Regions from separate parts of the Sus scrofa genome. Here region 1 is linked to region 2. The links are chromatin contacts, called in public targeted proximity ligation maps. All regions are on one chromosome and are shown on one strand. The core of a region is the stretch at or near the end of the contact, and the rest is flanking DNA. Distances in the headings are between cores, read along the strand shown. Region 1 overlaps PRKDC (DNA-dependent protein kinase catalytic subunit). Region 2 has its middle 4.8 kb from the start of SNAI2.

What was found.
Region 1: a contact with region 2 is called in a targeted proximity ligation map of skeletal muscle, with 3 times the contacts expected there. A contact is called at or near these places in 1 of 47 Hi-C or Micro-C datasets (embryonic fibroblasts) and 1 of 2 datasets of targeted methods (skeletal muscle).

What each region holds. Positions count from the first base shown.
Region 1 is chr4:79,741,655-79,747,760 of Sscrofa11.1, reverse strand. PRKDC (DNA-dependent protein kinase catalytic subunit) reads right to left here. Exons shown (of 86, transcript XM_021089419.1): 28 at 1,524-1,618; 29 at 1-47. Among named protein-coding and RNA genes, the nearest start is that of PRKDC, 57 kb to the right of the region's middle.
Region 2 is chr4:79,257,202-79,263,058 of Sscrofa11.1, reverse strand. No RefSeq gene overlaps it. Among named protein-coding and RNA genes, the nearest start is that of SNAI2, 4.8 kb to the left of the region's middle.

The DNA.
Region 1 (6,106 bases), core at 876-3,375, 480 kb before region 2:
GATGCGCGCGAGGTGGTCAACAGCATCGCAGCACTGCTGGGCCGTACCTGCTCTCACAGACACCGTTTCCAGAGGGAAAGACAACTGGTCATCATTAATGAAGAGCATCACAGGCTTACTGGCTAGCTTTTTAATTAAAAAGGTGATTTTACAAAAGATAGTATTTTTCATCTCTCAAAATACAAAATTTAAATAAATGATTGAGTGCATGTCCAAAAACAAAACCCATCTTCAAGGCTGCAGGATAGCGCGGTGCCCAGAAAGCAACACCGGCAACTCCAGCCGGCACAGCACAGCCTCCCGGCCGGGTCTGAGATGGGAGGAGGACTCCACAGCTTACGAGACCCCCAGAGCAGGCCAGAGCACCTCCATTTAGTGCTCTTATTTCAGGGGTATAAGTTCCCTGACCTCCCCTTAATATTTAGGTCAAACATACTGTAGCTAAATAAGAGCCACTGTCGGAGTAGAAGAGAAGTACAAGGGTAAAACCATCTACAGGCTTCTAGGGTTATTTTAGAAAAGGGTCTCGCACAACTTATTTGACCTCTGATACCATATCAGGGAAAGTTTTCTTTCTCTGCTTTCTAATATGGCAGTGATTTTTTTTTATATAGCATTTTTTTTATTACTCAATTACATTTATAGCTGTACAATGATCATTACAACCACATTTTATAGCATTTTGGCAGTGATTTTTAAAAGAGTAAAGTTTCACTTGTGGAGAAAACTCACCCACATGTGATGTGGAGACAAGCAAATTTAAGCTGTCGATAGCAGGACTCAATTCTAAGTGTTTTTGCTCATTAGTAGAGCTAACAACATGAAGGGTAACAGAGCTCAAGCCATCTGCTAAAAGATGAGATGCATCCCCACGCCCTCAGCCCCCGTCTGGGTGAGTGGGAGGGAGAGCCATACACCAGCCGTGGCGAGGCCCACAGCAGAGCCCATAGCACTGCCTGAGCCCCAGCGTGCAGCCCATCCAGAGGCCCCCAGCTCAGAGCGCCTGGGCTTCCAGAGAGAAAGTGAGGACCATCATTCATCACTCTCTTAGCCACTCTAGCCTGTTTCTAACTCAGAATCTTAAAATTATGTCTTAATTACTGTCCAAATAGCTTTATCACATTCTTCTATCTTTATGAGTTCAGAGACACTTAACTTATGTCAGTGGTTACTGCATCCAGCTTTCTTTACCTTGTGCAATCCTAAGTTTTCACAAACTGTGTCACCACAGTTAACTGGATGCTTCGTTAGACCTTTACAATCAAACGGCCCCACAGGCTGCTGACCAAACAGGGGTCAAGCTGAGTGGCCACCAGGGGGCCATGGGAGGCTTAGCGGGGAGACTTGGATGCCTCGGGTACGAACTGGGTTTGAGACAGTGGGGGCCCATCTTCCCCTCACCTGTTACCCTACATGTCAGCCGTGGAAGAGAAGACAGACAGCTGCTCACGGGGGAATAACCAGCCCCCAGCAGACAGGCTCTCCCAGGCTATGGGCAGGCAGAAAGCACCAATGAGACATACCCAAGGACCTGTCGTCTGCGTGGGCCAAGGCCAGACTCTCCACGTACGTAACCAGGGCTTCGAACACGAACTGTTCCACGAGCGCCTCTTCCTCCCTGCAAAATAAAGGGTCCTGAGCCTCAGCTGAGAAAACACAGAACAGAAATTAGGAGAAAAAGCAATGCTATTAAACAACACATGCCTTAACTCAACTTGTCTTCAAAAATGGCTCCAACGTTCTAAAACATGAAACAACCTAAAATACTTCTCAAAGATGAAAGCTTCCTCAAGAGCAGACCCAAGAGACACAGGTTCTTTTCACAGGCACCTCCCTCCACCTGTGGGTCTGCTCACACCCAAACTCTAAAGCCACAGTTCTGACCACGCTCCATACACCTCATTAAAATCACACATAACAGAAAAGATCTGGTACCACATCCACAGTCTTTTCCAATGAAGGCATTTTAAAAGCTCTCCACCTATCCAAAAATCTAAAAGCTCACCACCACCCATAATCTCTGGGCCTTTTACAAGTGTAGCTGCTGCATGTGGGTCACCTACAGACAGGGACCCCAGTCATGGGCAGGCCACGGACACAGGCCAGCCTCTCCCTGGAAAATCTGTTCCTCAGTAACACAGGACAGAGAATGACTAAGTACAAAATGCCAGGCATTCCAGTTGTGTGACCAAGCACAGGGTCACTGCCCCACTTCTGGGAAGGAGCGCTTTCTTGGAACAACGGGAACCACAGCGAGGAACCAGCAGGTGTTAGACTGGGACAAGGACAACGCAGAGTAAGACTGGAAATTGGTGTTTGGCTTAGCAGGAATATTATCCTAATTTTTTTTTTTTTTTTTTTTTTTTTTTGGCCACACTTGCAGTTCCAAGGCCGAGGATCAAACCCGGCACCACTGCAGTGACAAGCCAGATCCTGGACCCAATGAGCTACAAGAGAACTCCTATCCTAATTTAGAAAACAAAAAAAAACTCTGAATCCCAGAGGGAGACCTGAGAAGCCTCCCAGAGTTCCACAAGCACCATACGTCTGCCACACTCCCCATCACACCCCCAGATCTGACAAGAAAATAAAGGAATCAAGGTGTGTGGACAGGCCATGGAGGCAGCGGGAGCAGGAAAGGCCGTGGAGAAGCGCACTCCACGGTCGGACTACAGGGCCTGGGGTTGAAATTGGAGGCCCTAGCAAGCCAGGCTGAGTCTAAGAGCTTTTATCTTAGATATGGAAGCCAATCAAAGAGGTGAGCAGAAAAATGACACAACAAAATCACGTCCAAAGAAAGCTCTCCAGCACAGTTCATGAGTACACAGGAAGGAAACATCAGAAGCTGTGTCTTTATTCAACGGATGGGCCCTCAGACATGGTTCCCTCCAGCATCTTTTCCCCAGGCCACTTGGAATATGGTCCAGCAAATCAGAGCACCTGAGAAAGGCGGCACAGGGGACAGGAAACCAGGTCTGACAGGACCAGGGAAGGAGTGCCTAGGAGCAAGGGTAGGTGACAGGGCGGGCAAGGGTCTTGCTGACGGGGTTTTCCACGCGGACAGACCCAGAGGAGCGGGACCCAAGCAGCCCCACCAGAGAAGCTGCCCTCTGGCCCACATTCCGCCTGACCCCACCAGTGACTTGTGCTCGACCCGCACCCGACAGCTGAGGCAGGCGCCTGCGGACTGAGGAAACTAAAGGGTTGTGCACAGGCTCAGCAGCAGCACTCACGGCTGTGCGTCCCCCTCAGCAGTTCTGAAGAGCTCGGCTTTCCAGGACTAACAAGGACCTTATCAATCGAACTCCTTGGACAGAGCTCCTGGAACCTCTCGAGGAAGCTGAAGCCAGTCTCTGTTCAGCAGTTTCCCAGGATCCTTAACCTGACAGTGAAAACATTGACCCATCCTTACCTGGCCATGTCTATGCCTAACAGCTACTTTCCAAAATCCAGAGTGTGCCGCTTAGCGACCATACACAGGTAACGAAGCAAAAAGCAAAGCAAGGCTAGAAGTAATATTGAAGCCCGGAGAATGATTAACCCAGGAACAGAATATTGATAATGCTCTATTTCTAAACCAGGTGGTAAGGATGCAGGAACTTCTTTTATTATGTTATTATCCTACGAACTATAAACACTTTAGAGTTTTTCAAATTGAGGTGTAACTGACATAACATTACAACAATGTATATAATTGTACATTATATGTACAGCAAAAGGACTTGTCACCATAAGCCCAGTTACATCAGTCAAGACACAGTAACAAAATTTTTGTCTTGGACAAGATACTTTTAAGATCTCTTAGCAAGTTTCACATGTAGGACACTGTTATTAACCAAAGTCAGCGTGCTATCCACTGTATCACCAGGACTCACTTTATAACTGGAAGTTTGTACCTTTTGATCCCCTTCACCCATTTCTCTGAGCCTCCAGCCCCTGCCTCTGGCAACCTCTGTTCTATCTATGAGCTTGTTGTTTTGTTTTTTAAGATTCCACACATAAGTGAGATCATGCAGTAGTTGTCTTTCTCTGACTTACTTCACTTAGCAGAGTGCCCTCCAGCCCCATTCATGTTGTCACAAATGGCAAGGTTTCCTCCTTTTTATGTCTGAGCAATATTTCACCACATGTATATGAGTGTGTGTCCCCATTCATCTGTCAATGGGCATGGAGGCTGTTTCCATATCTGGGCTATTGTAAATAAAGCTTCTCTTTTTTTGAATAAATACCCAGGAGTGGAATTACTGGGTCATATGGTACCTCCATTTTTAGTTTCAAGAACCTCCACACTGCTTCCCACAGTGGCTGCACTAGTTTACATTCCCACCAACAGTGTATCCCCTTCTCTACATCCTCACCAACATTTATTTGTTGTCTTTTTGATGACAGCCATTCTGACACATGTGAGGGGATAACTCTTTGGGGTTTTGATTTGCATTCCCTGATGATCGGGGATGTGGAGCACCTTTTCACGTAACAACTGGCCATTTCTATGTCTTCTATGCAAAAATCTCTATTCACATTTTCTGCCGGTTTTTTAATCAGATTTTTTTTTTTTTTTTTGCTATTGAGCTCTTGATATATCTTGGATATCAACCCTTTATCAGATAAATGATTTGTAATATATTCTCCTACTGTGTAGGCTGCCTTTTCATGTTTTTCTCTTGGCCGCGCCTGTGGCACATGAAAGTTCCTGGGCCGGGGAGTGAACCTGCCCACAGCAGCAACCCAAGCCACTGCAGTGACAGAACCAGATCCTTAACAGGTTGCACCACAAGGGAACTTGAGCCTTTTCATTTTGTTGATCATTTCTGTTGCTGTGCAGCTTTTTAGTCTGAATTGTCTCATTTGCTCATTATTTTGCTTTTGGTGCCAAATTCAAAAAATCACTGTCAATGGGACTCCCATTATGCCTCACCAGGCTAAGAACTCGACATACTGTTGGAGAAGATGCGGGTTTGATCCCTGGCCTCGCTCAGTGGGCTAAGGACTCAGCATTTCCACAAGCTGCAGCATAGGTTACAGATGCAACGCAGATCTGGCATTGCTGTGACTGTGGTGAAGGCCAGCAGCCACAGCTCCAATCTGACCCCTAGCCTGGGAACTTCCATATGCGGTACGTGTGGCCCTAAAGAAAAAGATCATCACCAAGACCTCAGCCAGGGAGCTTACTGCCTATGTTTACTTCTAGGAATTTTATGATTTCAGGTCTTACATTCAAATCTTTAATTCATTTCAAGCTAGTTTCTGTGAATGGCCTATCTATATATTTATTCATTTACGTGTGTGGGTTCAATTCTGGGCATTCTATTCTGTTCCATTAATCTATGACAGTATTTACACCAAAACCATATGTTCTGATGACTATAGCTTCACACTGCAGTTTGAAATCAGAAGCATGATGCTTCTAGCCCTGTTCTTTTTCAGGACTGCTTTAGCTATTTGGGGTCTTTGTGGCTCCATACAGATTTAAGGATTGTTGTTCTATTTCTGTGAAAAAAGCCATTGGAACTTTGATAGGCATTGCACTGAATCTGTACATAGCTTTGGGTATTATGGACATTTTAACAATATTAATTCTTCTAGCCCATGATCACAAAATATCTGTTTATTTGTGTCTTCTTAAATTTCTGTCATCAATGTCTTACAGTTTTCAGTACATAGATTTTCACTTCCTTAGTCAAATTTATTCCAAGGTTTTTTAATTCTTTTTAACGTAATTGTAAATGATAGGGTCCTCTTAATTTCACTTTCTGATAGTTCATTGTGAACACACAGAAAGGTAATAGACTTTTGTGTGTTGATTCATATAATGATTTTGGATCCTGCAACTTCACTGAGTTTATCAGTTCTAACAATTTTTATCAGTGGTGTCTTCTAGGGTTTTCTATATATGTCATGTCTCCTGCAAATAGTGGTAGTTTTAGCATGTTTTAACACTCTTCTGTACACATATGTTTCACAATTTTAAAAGGTCAAAAAAGAAAAGAAAAATTATCAAAACAGCAAGGGGATTTTTCACAGAACTAGAGCAAATAATTTTAAAACTTGTATGGAAATACAAAAGATTGCAAGTATTCAAAACAATCTTGAAAGAACAGAGCTG
Region 2 (5,857 bases), core at 1,014-3,513:
CTGCAAGGGGGGTGGGGGTGGGCGGGGGAGGGGGAGTCAGGGCCCAGGTGCTCAGCTGGGAGCTGTGGAGCGTGAGGATGGAGAAGGCCCTCAGGTCCACACCCCAGGGCCTACAGAGGCCCAGTGGGGGGGTGAAGGTGCTGCGCCGTCCCCACCCCCCGCCCCCGAGCCAGAGGGGCCATGTGTGGGCATAGCCCTAGATGAAATGTTTTCTGTGAGAAACCAGTCTTGGGTGGACATCTTGGGCCGCCCAGAATAGTGAGGAGATGGCAGGTGCTTGTCCTGAGAGGGAACCGGGGTGCTGGGGTGCAGAGAAAGCCCCCCAAGGGAGGCCCAGAAGTGGGGGGTCCAGCAGTGAGGGGAAGAAAATCCAGGCTCCCACCTTGACTCCCCCAGGGCCTTGGTCCTGGGAGGAAGCAGGGCCTTCAAAGGATGCCTCCCCACGGTTCCGCCCCCAGGGGTCCCTCACCCCACCTGGGGTCTGAGGGGTCTGACATGTTAGAAGCCCACGTGACCTAATTCCCTAATTGTCCTGAACTTTACTAGGAGGGGACCTGATGTGACTTACCCCACAGCCTCTCCTTTCCTGTTTTCTGAGGAAGCTGACAAAGACGATTTGTAGAAATCCTTGTAAATGAAAGGGCTGTGACCTCGTGGGCGGGCCAGCCCCTCCCCACAGGCTCCCGGTGCTGGTGGGGTTTCTCAGGGACCCAGGCTTTTCCATGAAAGACATATTCTTGCGTTGCCAAATGGGGGAGTAAACTAGATTCATGAGGTTGGGAACGCACCCCAGGCTTATTTGCTTTGCAGGGAGAGCTTCATCCACGTGGAGCCATGGTCTGTGAAGGCAGTGCCTTCCCCACTAGAGAAGGAGTGAGCAGACCAGGCAACCTCGGCCTGGGGAGGGTCACCCCCCCACCCCCCAAGATGCAGTCTTGGAATGTCCCTGGTTTGACTGGAATGTCGCTGGTTTGACTGGGGTATCCACAGCGCGTTATACTGCGTAACATATAGTGCGTAACACAGCGGCTGTTATATGTAACTTTGAGTCTGAATGAGAGGTGTGAGGTCCCTTGTGGTTGCATTTTCATTCCTAATTCCTCATTGAACTCAGCTTCAGATAAAGTCATTTAACCTCTGGAAGAGAAATAACTGTTTCCCTTGAGTACCAGAATTAGGTTCCGTACTCTTCCCTGCTTTCCTTAGAGGGTCTTTGGGACAAGTCAGTATAAGTGGGGGAAGTAATCAGAGTGAGTGTAGCCTTCTGCTGACACAGACTCCGCTTCACCACAGAGGGGGTCCCTTTCCTGAGTGGATGTGGATGAAACTCATGGACGTGACAACACACGGCAATGTGTCTGCCCAGCGAGTTCAGCTGGAGCATGTGCAATCCTGTGTGCCTATGTGTGTACATCGCTGCATGTGTGCTTGTGTGCCTGTGTGTACGCATAGCTGCATATGTGCTTGTGTGCCCGTGCTTGTGTGCCCGTGCGTGTGCCTGTGTGTGTGCCTGTAAGTGAGAGGGACTTGGTGGAGGAACTGCCAGAGGAAGGCGGTCAGGATGTCCTGGGCTGTGTGCTGGTGCTCTTGCTTCCTGGGGGTCACGGGACTGCTCTGGCCAGGCTCAGGCTGCGGGTTTTGCGTGTGGGTCCAGCTCCAGCGCTGTTGGGTCCGTAAGCACCATACCTGGGCACAGGTAACACCACTTGGCACAGAACCTTGCTAAGGTGGGAGCAGTTTTACTGAGGTGTATTGCGTGTGAGCCACTTGCACTTGGGGCTGGTTTCGGTTTCGAATCCCCTTCCCCTCTGGGGCTGTCCGGTTACTGCTGTGTCACCCAAAGTAAGAGACTCCTGGTCCTGGTGTTCGTCTGTCAGGGGTTGGCCACTGGCTGAGCAGGCCGCGCAGAGGGCGGAGCTGCGGTACAGCGGGTGCGGGGGGACGCCTAGCGGTGGCGGTGGGGAGGTGCCCCGACCTTCCTCAGTCCCTTTTCCGGACCAGGCCGCCCCCTGCTGGAAGGCGGGCGCTTTGTCTGCAAACTGGGGCCTCGATTTGATTTCATCCTGTAAACTACGAGCGTTATTTAAATCTTGACGTTTGAATCTGTTCTTAACTCACCGTGACTTCTCTGTGTTTGCAGACACGCAGGTGACATTTGCAAACACGCTGTGTCCGCTGCCAGGCGTGATCAGGTGCTCGTGCTCATCGTCTGTGCCCTGTGAAGACAGCCTCCTACTGCGGCCAAATGGGCGCACGAGGCAGAGTTTTAAGGGCGGGAACAGGGCGTCTACCACCGCCCGTGCCCCAAGCTAGACCCCGAGAGCATGCAGCGGGGTGAGGGGTGGGGGACAGGCAGGCCTCGTTCGATAAGGTCTGGCCATGTCACTGGGAGCTCCATGGGTACGAGTCACTTCACTCCCTCAACAGTAGCCCCCCCGCCCCGTGCAGGGGCAGGTGAGGAAATGGAATCGCCAGGGTGCCGTCACAGGGCTAGTGAGGGGCACAGGGGCGCGAGGCCCCAGTCTGCTTCAGTCCAAACCCTACTCAGCCCTCCTCTCTCCGTAACTGAATTTTCCCTTAAGGGCTGAGTTAGTGGCTTGTGAACCCAGGGTGTGGCCTGTCGAAAAGGGCTTTCCCACCTTCCCGCGGTGGGCCCTGCTCGCGTAGTCCCCACTGCCTCCTGTGTCCCTTTTGCCAAGTAACACTGGGTCATGGTTGCTTGATTCACAGTTGATGCCATTTGCCTCCAGGTGTTGGATGTGACCTCTGGGAGGACATTGGACCAGAGCCCTTGGTGCTGGGCTCAGAGGCTGCCCTGGTCTTTGTCCAAAAATAAGACAGTCACCATCATTAATTCTTAACCTATGAGCATCATGTGGTTTTCAAAACTGGATGTGACTTCATTCTTCAATGGGATTATGCTGGGGAAATAAACCCATCAGTACAGAAGCAACGTGCCCAAAGATGACAGAGGCCCCACACCCTGGCTGTTCCCCTCAGGAGGGAGAACTCCCATGAGAAGGACAGCAGGTCCACCCAGTTTTCTCTGTATGGTTGGAAGGCGACTCCCCTTGGCGCTAAGCCTCTGTTGGGTGAGCTTTGGAAATAGCTTGGGTGGTCTTAGGGGTAGAAGACACTCCTGGTGCCACCAAACACGAGGATGAGGGTGTCCCCAGAGATGGTGGCATGTTCCTTCTTCTCTAGTCCCTGCTGTGAAGCACCGACTGGAGCCTGTGCCTTCATGGAAACAGCCATCAGCCACGTGAGCCCAGCTTGTCCTCCTGTGCACGGGAGCCCCTCCTATGGGGACCCTCCAGTACCGACGGGCCTGCTGAGGCTCCTTTTCAACAGATGTCCCTTGTTCTAAGGATGATATTGAGGACTTACCAGGTTACTTATCAGTCTACACGCAGGAGAAGGCCAGGCACCTCTGCCTGGTGTGTGTGTGGGGGGGTGTTTGCAGGGCTACTCCCCCACATTGTTCCCGAGACATAAATCAAAGGACACTCGTGCCATTGAAGAAGTTCTGTGGTGGAGGACGAGCCCCCATGAACCCCAGGGGAGGCCATACGTGACCCCGTGGTGTGAAAAATCAACATGGCGAAGCCCCAGGTTTAAGCATCAGTGCTTATAGGGTGGGGGGGCCCGCGAGGAGGCTGTGGGGACACAGGGCACGGAACCCTTCCTTGGAGGAGCCCGCCGACCAGGTGGCCAGGCAGGAGCGCCTCTCACAGCCGTGGGATGTCGCAGGTACCATAGAGATACTGCCCAGGTGACCACAGAATCAGTCTGGAAGCTGGTCCTGTATGCTGCGTATTTTCCTTTGAGGATTTTGCTGCCCTTTTTTTTTTTTTTTTTTTTTTTTTTAATACTTGGAATAGAAATGTTGGCTATTTCCATAAGCAACGAATCAATGGATAGCAAAGTAAACTGAAAATAGTCATCTGGAAATGGCAAGAAACGTTATGCTCATCAGCACCTTTATCATTTTCCTCTAAGGACACTTAAATTGTACATTTTCAAGATATTTCACCAGACACAACTATAAGCAGCTCAGATGGAGGAGCCACCCAGGTGGAGCATCAGCAGGATTGCTGGTGCATTTTGGTGAGGAAAGCCCTACTTTGTGACCAGGGAAGGACAATTAGAGATGAGTCATTATAGCTCCTTTGGTTTGCATGGGCTTACATTTTCCTAGCTGTGTCAGCCTGGGAATGAGAAGGGGCTTGACTAGAAGCCCTTGCAGAGTGGTTCTCCTGCTTCGTCCCACCCACAGTGTAGATGGGCTTCCCTCGGGGACCCCGACTCCTGCCTGGAGTCCTCCAGGTGCCCCGTGACTTCTCTATCTTGGTGGTGGTTCATGCCCCCCGCAGCCACTGAGGCTGTTCCCATGCAGGTGGTGGAAGCCATTGTAAAACTCCTCGAACCCTCGGCTCCCCTCCTATCCAAATCAGGCATGTCTTATTAGACTGTCACCTCTACTGCCTTTGGCCCCTATAGCTGTGACCGTCACCTGGTTCTGAACTCGTCTCTGCGCTCAGGACTGGGGATAGACCCAGGGTTGAGCCATGAGGTCGTGGGGAACAAGCACCTGACAGATGCCCTGCTCAGCACTCAAGGCCTTTCCTCTGCAAGTCCTTTCCTCCACGCTCTGAACCCCTGCCTTTGGATTCACACCTTTGCTTCCCTGGAGGTTTCTGGTCTTTTATGCAAACGCACACCTGGGGCCAGCTCTCCCCCAGCAGGCACCTCCCCGTGGCTGACTGCCAGGAGGAGCAGAGCCCAGGGTCCTGAGTCCCCCCTTTCTGCCTTCCCTCCTTCCCTTCCCTCCCTCCCTCCTTCCCTCCTTCCTTTCCCTCCCTCCCTCCCTTCCCTCCCTCCCTCCCTCCCCTCCTTCCTTCCCTCTCTCCCTCCATTCCTTTCCTTCCTTTTTTCTTTGTATGGGTTATATAAGTACATTCATATATATATACATACACATATATTCTTTTTTTCAAGAAACACTTATTGAGTGCCTACCTTTAGGCAAGACTCACACCAGCTGTATTTATGAATCTTATTTAGCTTCGTCACCACTGTCTAAGACAGGTCTCATTTATTATTTCACAGCTGATGACCTTGAGACCCACACTTCATACACACTGCACTTGTTCTAAGTCTACCAATTTTTAAACTGGATATTAGCAGAACAACCCTTTATTGACCTCCAGGTATTTGGAAATCAGACAATAACAGCCCTTATGCAGACTGGGGTAATTGTGTTTGGTTAAGGGTATAATAAAGAATAACATGACCTAGCCTGAGTGCCCATTAAATTATGCAGTTTTAGAGTTCAATAATGACTGCAGACTTTGAAGTTCAATCGGTCTGGATTTGAATAATAACTGGTGTGACTTACTAACTGGGTGACCTCAGGCTAATTATTTAATTCTCATTTACTTTTTCGTAAAGTGGGAATATTGATGATTAACTGGCAGAGTTGGAAGGACTTGAGCTGAAGCACGTAAACCCAGCACATACAGCAGCAATGAACAGCACTCTTCTCTATTCAGCCCGTGCTGTGCGATCAGTACGGAGCAAAGCGATTTCTTGGATTTTATTCTGTTGAATCCTCTCCTAATCCCTTTAGCTCAGTCCTGATAAAGTTGCCATTTTGCACATGGGTTGCCTGAATTAAGAGACCATAGGTCCTGTAGACAGACTCGAATCCAGTCAGCCTGAGCAGGGGTGCTGTGTTCTGGACCTGCCTGCAGAGGAGGGCACTAAGAGTAGCTGTTATTGTTAGAGGTTGCACAACACCCGCCCGTGACATCACTTTCTGCTATGAAGGCATTTTTAAAAGGAACAGTGCTGGCCA